Linked DNA regions of Mus musculus: regions 1, 2 and 3 are each linked to region 4. A link is a contact called in public HiChIP or PLAC-seq data. All regions are on one chromosome and are shown on one strand. Each heading gives the region's core, a stretch centred on a gene start, on an enhancer-like site or on the middle of the called end of the contact. The rest is flanking DNA. Distances are from core to core; before and after follow the strand shown.

What was found. HiChIP or PLAC-seq counts read pairs in DNA pulled down with a chosen protein or histone mark.
Region 1: a contact with region 4 is called in a BATF HiChIP or PLAC-seq map of CD8 T cells, with 7 read pairs. The contact joins two enhancer-like sites. A contact is called at or near these places in 1 of 484 Hi-C or Micro-C datasets (nephron progenitors) and 4 of 115 datasets of contacts at active chromatin or transcription factors (CD8 T cells, double positive thymocytes and embryonic stem cells).
Region 2: a BATF HiChIP or PLAC-seq map of CD8 T cells shows a contact between it and region 4, with 12 read pairs. The contact joins two enhancer-like sites. A contact is called at or near these places in 1 of 39 promoter capture datasets (embryonic stem cells), 1 of 15 datasets of contacts at CTCF or cohesin (pro-B cells), 4 of 484 Hi-C or Micro-C datasets (B cells, the Ba/F3 cell line, centrocytes and 1 more), 9 of 115 datasets of contacts at active chromatin or transcription factors (CD8 T cells, cardiomyocytes, effector CD8 T cells and 3 more) and 4 of 9 other capture datasets (adipose tissue, embryonic stem cells, liver and 1 more).
Region 3: an H3K4me3 HiChIP or PLAC-seq map of bone marrow-derived macrophages shows a contact between it and region 4, with 7 times the contacts expected there. The contact joins two enhancer-like sites. A contact is called at or near these places in 13 of 484 Hi-C or Micro-C datasets (B cells, the HPC-7 cell line, Sertoli cells and 7 more), 3 of 115 datasets of contacts at active chromatin or transcription factors (CD8 T cells, bone marrow-derived macrophages and microglia) and 1 of 9 other capture datasets (bone marrow-derived macrophages).

Annotation. Positions count from the first base shown.
Region 1 is chr3:133,410,025-133,412,724 of GRCm38.p6, forward strand. No RefSeq gene overlaps it. Among named protein-coding and RNA genes, the nearest start is that of Ppa2, 100 kb to the left of the region's middle. Within about 2 kb of position 1,342, at least 15 of the 459 cell types and tissues checked have an H3K27ac peak or open chromatin away from gene starts, as enhancers often do. A contact at or near this core is called in CD8 T cells, where this site is marked.
Region 2 is chr3:133,331,111-133,333,810 of GRCm38.p6, forward strand. The region is part of intron 5 of Ppa2 (pyrophosphatase (inorganic) 2); the gene reads left to right. Among named protein-coding and RNA genes, the nearest start is that of Ppa2, 22 kb to the left of the region's middle. Within about 2 kb of position 1,326, at least 76 of the 459 cell types and tissues checked have an H3K27ac peak or open chromatin away from gene starts, as enhancers often do. A contact at or near this core is called in B cells, CD8 T cells, centrocytes and 2 more, where this site is marked.
Region 3 is chr3:133,753,762-133,756,461 of GRCm38.p6, forward strand. No RefSeq gene overlaps it. Among named protein-coding and RNA genes, the nearest start is that of Gm6135, 36 kb to the right of the region's middle. Within about 2 kb of position 1,255, at least 108 of the 459 cell types and tissues checked have an H3K27ac peak or open chromatin away from gene starts, as enhancers often do. A contact at or near this core is called in the HPC-7 cell line and bone marrow-derived macrophages, where this site is marked.
Region 4 is chr3:133,582,231-133,584,930 of GRCm38.p6, forward strand. No RefSeq gene overlaps it. Among named protein-coding and RNA genes, the nearest start is that of Tet2, 39 kb to the left of the region's middle. Within about 2 kb of position 1,326, at least 97 of the 459 cell types and tissues checked have an H3K27ac peak or open chromatin away from gene starts, as enhancers often do. A contact at or near this core is called in B cells, CD8 T cells, the HPC-7 cell line and 4 more, where this site is marked.

The DNA.
Region 1 (2,700 bases), core at 92-2,591, 170 kb before region 4:
TGAAAACATGTATAGATACATGCTAAATTTAGATTTCAACATGTGTGTGTGTGTGTCTGTTTGGGTGTGGGTGTAGGTGTGTGTATGTGTGTTGGGGGTAGGGCATTGAATGCTTGTAGAGACCAGGGAACAACTACTGGCTCTCTCCTTCCACCACATGGGTCCAAGGAATTGAACTTGTCAGACTTGGCAGCTCATTGAGCCAGTTCCCTGGACCATTGTTTATTTCTTATTGCTGGAACTGCCTCCTTGCTCAATCACTAAGGTGGATGATCATAGAGTCTGTAGCTTCCTTTACTAAGACCCATCCTGCTCAGCCTCTCCTAGGGACGGTGGCTTTCTCAGCCTATGGATCTGCATTTCTCTTTGGCGCTTGTGGTTGGATTTCCCTAGGCAACTGTGTGTGAGATGAGGCTGCAATGATGGGTACTGGCTTTGACGTGACTGCTGACCTTGCGTCTCATCTTGACTTCCCGTGTCCTTTCATGATCACTCTTTCTAGGCTTCTTTGGTGAGGAGGACTGATGGCATCGTGATCCTGTAGCCCCACAAATTCTGCCTCACTTTTGGTGCCTGCCATCATTTCCCCCTGCACAGGCAGGTTTGAAAACCCTGGGAGGGTTCCCATATGCCATTGGGTAGGAACCTTGACTTGGTATTGCATGAACTTGACAGGTATGCATGAAGTCAGGTGTGGTATCACATGCCAATCTGCTATCATAGCTTTGGGAGTGTAGAGCAAGAGGATCGAGCATTAGAGGCCAGGCTGAATTACATAACAAGGCCCTGTCTCAAAAAATCCAAAAACAATAGGGCTGGCTTTGTTGTACCTTGCCTCAAGGAAGCTCTCCAATACCCTCTTCTTCCTTGCACTATTCTGGTCATCTCCTGGTAAGTGGTCCTCAAGAGCAAGAGGCATTCCTAGTGGCTACAGTTGACTGTGTAGTTACTTCTGTGAACTGGAATCATTAGGGCCTGTGATATGGGTTGTTACCTCACCCTTTCTCCTTCACTGAACACCGAGCCTCAGCCTTTTCTAGCTCCTATACCATGAAGGTACTTCTTTGGGGTCATTCTCTGGGCCATCTGATGAACAAATACATTTTTATTGATGTCATTTCTGTTGGTAAAACTATATCCATTTATTTCATTGGGCTAATTTACTGTTCATCAAATTTCTTTGGAAAGATGACCCGCTGGGCATGCACTGTGAACAGAAGGCTACTCTGTGTGCCACTGGCTACAGATGGTGCCAGCCTCAGTGGCTACACCCCTGAGGTGGCACGGGAGCATCAGACAGCTGCTGTGCCTCTGTCTTGTGGCTCTGTATAAGGTGACAGTGACCGGTGCAGCTGCAGCAGTTGCTGCATCCTCCTCTGGTGTAACAGTAACAAGGTGGGGGTGCTACACATCTGTTCCTGTTGCTAATCACGCTGTATTAGGTGTTTCAGGCACTCCAGGGATATGAAGCATATGGACAGGTATGCATAGGCTGTATACAGATCCAATTAAATAAGGAACTTGAGCATGTGACTATTTTAATGTCACTGAGATTCTGGGACTAATCTCACATGGATAATAAATGGGCTTAAATATCTACTAGACTTTAATAGGAAAGTGTTGTGGACTTGTTATTTGAAGAGTTAACATCTAATGCCACTAACTGTACTGTTTGGCAAAAGAACCTTTTTGTTGATGGCATTATATGACATCGTAAGGGTGGGATCCTCTGTGTAGGACTTTGTGTTCTCATAAGAAGGGACATCAGCATATCTTTTCTATATTGCTTTATCTCCTAGGACAAAATATGCTTCTTTTATATTCAGTGGGAAACCCTATAAAGTGTTTATTTGGAGGCAAGAGGTACCCTTTGAAGCTACTCTGAGTGCAGCCTCATTTCTCTTTAACTTTCTGGCTTGCCACTTCCTACACCGTGTGGGTGGGGTTCTCGCTTGATGATGTTACTGGTAAGTTGAGCACATCCTGAGATGATGGGCTTAGATGTTATGGAAAGTGGCTCCTGGGACAAGAGGAGCTCATCGCTATTGCTACAGGGCTCGTTCCATCTTAGTGAACTAGCTAAGTACGTTCAAAAGTGCTCGTTTACGAGGTGGGTTGATTACCTTAACCCGCTCCATCTCTGACTCAAAACAATGCTATTTTTAAACTTTTATTGACACATTTGGTTTAGATGCTATTGATGTGTTGGATTTTTATAAATTAGAGATCTGACAGTCCTGTTACTTTTTTATCTTTAATTTTCTCGTTTACAGTAGTTAGTACTTTGTGTAGGTATAAAGGCAAATACTTTCCGTACTGAACTCATTAAGGCAAATTACCTTCATGTAGAGAGAAGCTCTCTCAAGACCTATGTTACGATCTGTTGTAAAGGAAATACTTCCAATTTACTGGGTGTTGGCTTAGAGATAAACAAAAAAAGGGAAAAAATTTAAAACCTTTTATCTTACCGTTAACACATTAACTCTTTATAACTCATCGTGTTTATCTTTTATTAGATGAGGGATGTACCTGAGTCCTGGCTACCAACAGAGAAATAGGTAACCAATAAATAACCAATCAATGCCAGTAAGGGGGATCCTGAGCTTTTGAAGTTTCGGGTAAATTTTGTTCAAATTCTATTTGCCAGTTGGTGTGCCCTCAGATGCTCCACAGAATTACAAAGACTTCCAAAAATTATTT
Region 2 (2,700 bases), core at 76-2,575, 250 kb before region 4:
AAGACCTAAAAAACGCGTTTTTTTGTTTTGTTTTTTTTTCTTGTTATAAACTCCACTCTGTCATCAGCTGTGTAGAAATGTAATGTTTGTATTTCTATGTATTAATTTTTAATTACATGAAAATGTACGTGGGGGACCCTGGAGGAAGTAGGGACAGCTGAGAAAAACAGATGCCGGGTTAGGATAAACAGTCCTGAGAAAAGGAAGAGCAACATTGTTCTCCAGAGAGCCAGCCTCCCTTTGATGCAGCCAGACCACCCGCGTGGATGCAGGCTTGGGTAAAACTGGCACTCTGGAAATGGTGATTAGAAATGAGAGTGTTCAAGCCATGAGGGCACCCGCCTCGACTTCTTGGGTTTCTAAGTAGATGGTTCTCTTGGACCGAAGGGCGAGAGGTTGAAAACAGCTTAGGGGATTGTAGGAGAGGAGACCACATGGCTGAAAGGGGGGGAGGGGGGCAGAGAAGCTACTGATGAGCAGCAAAAACAGAGATAGGCAAAGCTGAGCAGTTCAGGAATAAGCTAATATCCATCGCTGAGCTGCTTCCTAGGGGTGATGTGCTAGGACACGGATGTGCACAGATGAGAGTCAGGCACGAGGTTCAGCAGAGTGATGGATGACTGAGCAGTGAGCTCGAGAGCCTGGCTGTCACACCACAGCCAGCAGTGTGACCTTGAACAAGATGCTCCACCTGTAAAGTGGAGACCGTGAATATCTACCCCCCGTGGCTGTGCTGAGGTACACGCAAGACTGTTTCATTAGACATGTGTGATGGACAGCGTTCCATGACCACTAGCAATTTTTCTGTCTGGAGGATTAGTGCTCAGTATAGAAGTTTCTTCCTAATGCTGCGACCCTTTAATACAGTTCCTAATGTTGTGGTCATTGCTACATCATGACTGTAAGTTTGCTACTATTTGGAATTGTAATGTAAATATCTGTTATGCAGGACATCTGATATGTGACACCTGTGGGGGTCGAAATCCACAGGTTGAGAACCTCTGGCTTTGTATCATTTCTTCCTTTTCCAAAGTTATTTACAGTTTGATTAGAGCCATTGACCACTAAGTCAGTGGTTACAATGTAGCGTGACGAGTGCCACTCACTAGCTTACTGATTCTGTCATTTTATTTCATTCAGAAAATAATAAGGCAAAGCTGGGTGTGGCAGCCCTGTCCCTGTCATTCCAGCGCCTGGGAGGCTGAGGCAAGAGGGTTACTGCCAGTTGGAAGCTGGCCTAGGTTATTTATACCAAGACCTGGTCTCAGCCCTATCCCGCCCCTCAAAAAGTTTAGCAAACTAACAAAACGCAGATCTACTAGTGAGACAGGAAGGGGTGCCAGATCATGACTGAAAACGAAAGGAGGATCTTTCTGTGGTTTTCTATTTAAAGACCAGGTGCCTCTTTTTCTTTTTCTTTCTTTTTTTTTTTTATACTGCTCTGGGTGTGTCTGAATTTTCAGGGTGTTCTTATCTGCCCTGCTTTGATTCTGTGACGTACAGTTGCCCTTTCCTGATTCAACTAAGCTGAACTGGACCTGTCTCTTAATTTTCTGTATGCTGTGCATTAACTAAGTTTCATGCTTCATCCTACATCCAAAATAATGTCTCAAAAATAAAGATCTGGCCAGGCGTGGTGGCACACACCTTTAATCCCAGCGCTTGGGAGGCCTAGGCAGGTAGTTCTCTGTAAGTTTGAGGGCAGCCTGGTCTACATAGAGAGCTCTAGGACAGCCAAGACTACACAGAGAGACCATCTCTACAGCAGAAAGGTCTGGTGATGTTTTTCCATGCGAGAACCTTTCTCTGGTTTCTTATTGGTAAGAGGATAAAGTCTGAAACTCTTAACCTGTCCCTTGCCCTACCTGACTGTCCCGTAGTCAGGGTTTCTATTCCTGCACAAACATCGTGACCAAGAAGCAGTAGGGGAGGAAAGGGTTTATTCGGCTTACACTTCCATACTGCTGTTCATCACTAAAGGAAGTCAGGACTGGAACTCAAGCAGGTCATAAAACAGGAGCTGATGCAGAGGCCATGGAGGGATGTTCTTTACTGGCTTGCTTCCCCTGGCTTACTCAGCCTGCTTTCTTATAGAACCCAAGACTACCAGCCCAGAGATGGCCCCACCCACAAGGGGCCTTTCCCCCTTGATCACTAATTGAGAAAATGCCTTACAGCTGGATCTCATGGAGGCATTTCCTCAACTGAAGCTCCTTTCTCTGTGATAACCCTAGCCTGTGTCAAGTTGACACAAAACCAGCCAGAAAACTGACTCTCCCCATGGCTCACTGGAAGACTCCCCCTTTTCTCTACTTCTTCTCCCGGAGACTGCCCAGCGTTGTAATCTCCAGGCCTCCACAGTACCTCTTCATTCAGCACACACTCCCTGGGGCTTCATACTTGCCAGAGCGTTCCTACCGGATGAGAAGCCAAGATCAAAGTCATGAAATTCTTTGGGAATTTTTAATCCACACGAAAAGTCAGACAGTCAACAGAGTGAAATGGCAGATGGGAAAAATATGAAAGAAGGTGCTGGAGAGATGGCTCAGCGGTTCAGAACACTGGCTGCTTCCAGGAGACTCAGAGTCAATTCTCAGCAACCACACGGTGACTCACAACCATCTGTAACTCCCAAGTCTCAGGGGGTCCAGACCCCTCTTATGATCTCCTGGGACACCAGCCACACTTACATATGTGTAG
Region 3 (2,700 bases), core at 5-2,504, 170 kb after region 4:
TTCCTTGGTGTCTCGTGTGTGTGTGTGTGTGTGTGTGTGTGTGTGTGTGTGTGTGTGCGCGCGCGCACACACACACACACACACACACACACGCAATCCAAAGTATGATACAAAGAAGCCAATATATAGTGTATCTGAACAAAGCTACTTGCTAAAGCCAAATTGGGCAGGTTTGTGAGAATTCTGTCTTCTGTATGAAGCCTTATGAGTTAGAAGGATGCACACACATAAATATTTCACTGGTGCAAGCACTCCTGCTCCCTGATTCTCCCATATTGATTACCACTAATCTATCCCTTATGTCACTTTCCATTCCTGTGGAAATAAGATAGGTATGTGCCTGGAATAAATAGCCTTCTCCCCATTTGGAAACCGTGCAGAGTCTAGAGCACATTACAACCTTCCCTATAATGGAAGTACCCACACGCTGGCAATTGCTGTCTACAGACGTAATGAACCAAGTGGGAGGTAATGAGAAGTGACTGTCACGCCATCTCTGGGGCCCAGTTTCTCCTGCTGCACAATTACACTGTGACCCCAGAGAAACTGAGAAGAGTGCAACATTCTTTCCTTTTCTAATGATCTTAAAATCAGCCTTAGCTTATGGAATGCGTGTGGAGGGGTGCAAGCAGCAGCATCACCCATTTGGCAGTCCAGAGGCTGTGCGGGGGAGGTGGGGGTCGGGGCGGGGGGAGTGTATGCTTGCAGCAGAGAGGAAGCTGTCTGTCCGTATAGTTCTGCTTTTGTCCCAGTGAAGACTTGGTCTCTGGCTGGAATGATGCCAGCTAACAGGAGGCTCCTTTCCTACTTTCCCTGGTGCATCTTTGGAGCCGGTTACTGGTTACTTCTAGAAGCGGAGAATGTGCGAGTGAAACTGTTACTCAGAGCCACATTTATGCTTCAGTGATGTGTGTTTCACCTTTAAGAGGCAGGAAAAGCTTTTGAATAATGATAAGTGTAGTGAGAGCAGTTGCTGGACCCCACACAGCCCCGGTCTCATCTCTGTATTTCAGGGAGAACCTTGATTACCACACTGTGGACTGGTCCTTCAAGTGGGGAGTGGCAAGGCTGAGGAAAAAGGTAGAAAGGGGCACCTGCTGAGTCAACTTCTCCTGAGAGAAACTGCGAAGAAAGTGCAAAAAGGTGGAAGGCTTTTAAAATTCCTCTCATTGTCTTCCTTCTGCTCAGGCCTGCCCACGCTCTGGGGGAAGCCTGCCAACTGCTCACTGAACAGTGAATGGAGACAAGCTGGGCTGCTGGTATTGCTCAGCAAGGGAAGAATAGAGGCATGGCTGGCTGCTGGCTGGACCCGCACCACTCTCCTATCTTCTGTGCTTCTGCCAGCAGGAAGCCCCCAGGTGGCACGAGGGAGAATTAGTGTGCAAATTGCAGGATCTGCTCATTGCTCACCACTTCCTCAGTTGACAGTTCCACAGAGCTCCTTTGCCTTTCATCAGGGGAAGAGGGAGCTCAACAGGGTTCTACTGACTGGCTTATGACTTTTATGTCTCCCTGACTCCAGGGTGTTTTCAACCTCCCTGACAGCAGTTCTGTCCTTGGATAGCCTGCGACACCTACCTCTGATCATCTTTTATGCCAGGCATGGTTTGGAGTTGGCAGAAAAAGGTAGAAACTGATCCCTTTTTATAGAATAGGTCCAAAAGTATGCCATAAAAACAAAACAAAACAAAACAAAACCAAAAAAAAAAACAAAAAAAACAAAACCAAAAAAAAAAAAAAAAAAAAAAAAGGAAGATGAAAACAACATAGTTAAACGGAGTCTCTTTCTCCACTTTGTTAATAGATAGTACTTCTTGAGGAGTTACTATGGGCCAAATAATATTCTTGGCATGTTTCATTAAATCCTGTCATTTTTATTTTATAGAGAAAGGAGCTGAGGCACAGGGTATCCAGAAAACAGGAAGTAGACCCTGAATCCATATTTTATGTACTAGGGCAGTTTGCTTTACAAAACTCCTTAGTTATTTTTGGATTCATTCAATAAGTAGCTCAGAAACACCACCACCTTAATGTCACTTTCTCTGCCAGCGTTCCTTACCCTTGTGAGTCCTGTGACTTCCTGACTGTCTTGTCCATGTGAAACAAATGCAAGGGCATCATCATCAGGAAACTGAAACACACATGGATCCAGAGGTGACAGTTTTCTCCACAGAGGATCAGGTGGTAACATAGTTTAGGCTTTGCATGCGCCATGGTCTCTGCCTGAGCTAGACAGAAAGTATCCAGAAACAGCATGTAAACAAATCATCACATCTATGTGCCAATGCAATCGAAATGATGGGAAGTGGATTTGGTGTATCTGGTCCATGGGCTGCCTGCTACAGAGCACGAGAAAAGCCAAAACTGTGGCTGCACGTGGCCTGTGTAGTACTTCTTGTTCATGTCTATGAGGCATCCCCCAAGGATACACAATCGGGCACAGAGACTTGTGAAGCACTTAGGGACTGAGGAAAAGGTTTGTGGAGAAGGTGAAGTGAGAGTGTCTCCTAAAGGATGGGGAATGCAGGTTCTCTTCAATCAGTGAAGAGTAGGGTACGCCCACAGAGTGCAGTAAACTCTGGAAACAGTTTATTTCTCTGGCCAAATGGAGAGTCACATACGCGTCATGCTTTTGCACACTACGAGCACGAAGAAGAGACAGCCATGGTGAAGAGTGAGCGTAGCAGGGACCCAGGCACT
Region 4 (2,700 bases), core at 76-2,575:
AGAATATAGATAGCTGTGGTTCACAAGGCATCTTCTCTTTCTACAGTGTGGGAGGTTGAAAGGGACTGCATGTGTCTAGAATTGGTTTGCAGACGGCAACAGTAATAAGTATTTCCGTATTATTGAGCGTTTTCTTTCTGTGGCAGTAAGTGGCCTGGGATGACTGTCTCACTGCATAAGGCTCATCCTCTCTTTCTTCCTCCCTCCTTCCTCTCACTTCTGTCCCATGTAGCTGGCCACCCCCGTCACTTTCTGAGTGTAAATGACGGCCCCTGGCCTTACTATTTCTTTTTATCCTTCGTAGCCAGCATAAACTTGATGCAATAGTAAATGATGTCTCATGAGCAGGAATTCTTTCCTTTGAGGGAAGGCTCCCTTTGAAGGTTTCCATCCCCTCAAATATATGTGATATTAAATATGAGGGGGATTGTGTGGGTGGAGGATGACGAGGAGAGGGAGGTGGGAAGAAGAGGTTATGGGGGGTGAGAAACAGACATGTTCTCTCATGGGAAGAATACCTCTCACAAAACATACACACACATATGAAAGACGTGAAGGCAGAAAGAGGACTATTTAGGGAGAAGGGGACAATGTAGGAGCCAGGGGACAGTGGAGCAGAGGGAGGTAAGGGTGAGCAAACATTCTGTGCTACCCATGTGTGAAAATGTCACAGTGAAGCCCATTACCCCGTGTGCGAACAGTCATAGTACAAAATGGCTTTACACCTTTTAGACTATTGGAGAAGCACACACATTCATCTTACTTCTCATTTTAGAGACAGGCTACCCACGAGGTGATTCTCCACCATATCGGCCTAAGATACATGATGCAAATGGCTGTTCCTGTCACATTACCTCATTTTTGCCTTTCCCCTCAAGAAATCACACAGCTGCCTCAATTGAGGAAAGAAATTCCCCTGGGCTAGTTTACTTCAAAAAAAAATTTCAACTTTTTCTTTTTCTTTTTTTTTTTTTTTCTGTTTCTTTTTTTAAACCACAAACTTAATTTGCATCTAGAGCTTCCTATTTTTGACTCTCGATGTTACCCAATAGATACCACAGTGTAACTGCTCCTGTCCACACTCGCAGGGGAGAACCCCTGTGGTTCTGATTAGAAGAATAGCACTAACCTCCAAAGATCTCCTGTCCTTATTTGCAGAATTCAGCAATAATTAGTATAGGGGTTTTTAAAAAATTCATCTTTCTTCCCTCTGGTGAAGGAAGTTGGACAAATGTTGAGCATTTCCGAAAACGTAGTATGCTACCTAGTTGGGGAGTTTTAAATTTTTGCCTGTAAACACCTTACTTATTGTTTGTTTGAAACAGGATTTCACCATATAGCCCTGGTTGGCCTAAGCTTGCTCTGTAGACCAGGCTGGCCTTGAATACACAGATCTACCTGCTTCTGCCTCCTGAGTGCTGGAATGGAAGGCGTATACTATACACCGTGCCCAGCATAATTTACTTATTAAAAACTTCTGTGAATATATTTTTTTCTTGCTGTGAGACAGAGTCACACTTTGTGGCTCAGACTGCCGAGGAACTCACGATCCTTCAGTGTCACTGTTCTGAGTGCTGGGCCTTCACACTTCCTCGTGAGAGGTTTCACTTTGGGAAAAATTATTCAGCTTTTTAAAAAAGTATTTTTATGTGGTGTGTGTGTGTCTCTGTGTGTGTGTGTGTGTGTGTGAATGCATGTCACATGTGTGGAAGTGTCAGAAGAGCCCAGAAGAAGCCGGAAGAGCACCTTGGATCCCCCGAGCTAGTGTTACAGGTGGTTAGAATACCTGACATAGTTGCTGGGAACCAAACTCTCAGGTCTCCTGGAAGAGTAGAAACAACTACCAGGTAATCCTTGCAGCCCTACAACTTTAGTTTTAAAATTTCAAACTTACAGATAAATGCCAAGACTAATACAACATTGCTTATGAATTTATATCACTAACATCATCAATTATCAATATTTGGATTGACCCACTTTGTCTTTTATTACAATATGATTTCTGTCTCAATTAGTTGACAGTAACATCAAGCATTCTAGAAATTTATTGGTCCTTAAACACCACATATATCATTAAGCAATAATGATATATAAATATATATACACACACACATACACACACACACACACACACATATATATATATATATATATATAACCACAGTGCTGTTATTATTCTTAGAAACTGTAGCAATGTGGTATCTATAACTCATGCCCAGATTTCCCCAATTCTTCCCAAATTACAAAATTATTACAGTCCGGGGTTCCAGCAAGGCCTGTGCATTTGTTCATTTGAGGTTTCTTTAACAGAGATCAGCTTTCACAGCCTTGTCATGCTGTTCATGACACATATTTTGATATCTCTGGGCTCTAGCTTACCCTTCTTGGTTTTTCAGATGGAGCTAGTCTGTTCCCCATGGATCAAGTATACCTCCTGCCCTTCCACTGCCTGCTTCCGTGGTTATTCTGGGTAGCTTTCATTTGTTCCTTTTTACCCCCTAGGCTTCCACACTAGTCTTTTATTTCTCTGGAAAGCCTCTTTTATCTTTTATTTTGGGTTAAACTTTGGGACACTTTCTTTTATTTTATTTTTACATTTAATTTTTCTTTTCTTTTCCCTCTGTAGACTCTTGCCTGTTTCTTGAGATAACTGACTGTCTTAGAAGCAGCTGAAGAGATGGCTCAGCAGGCCAGAGCCCT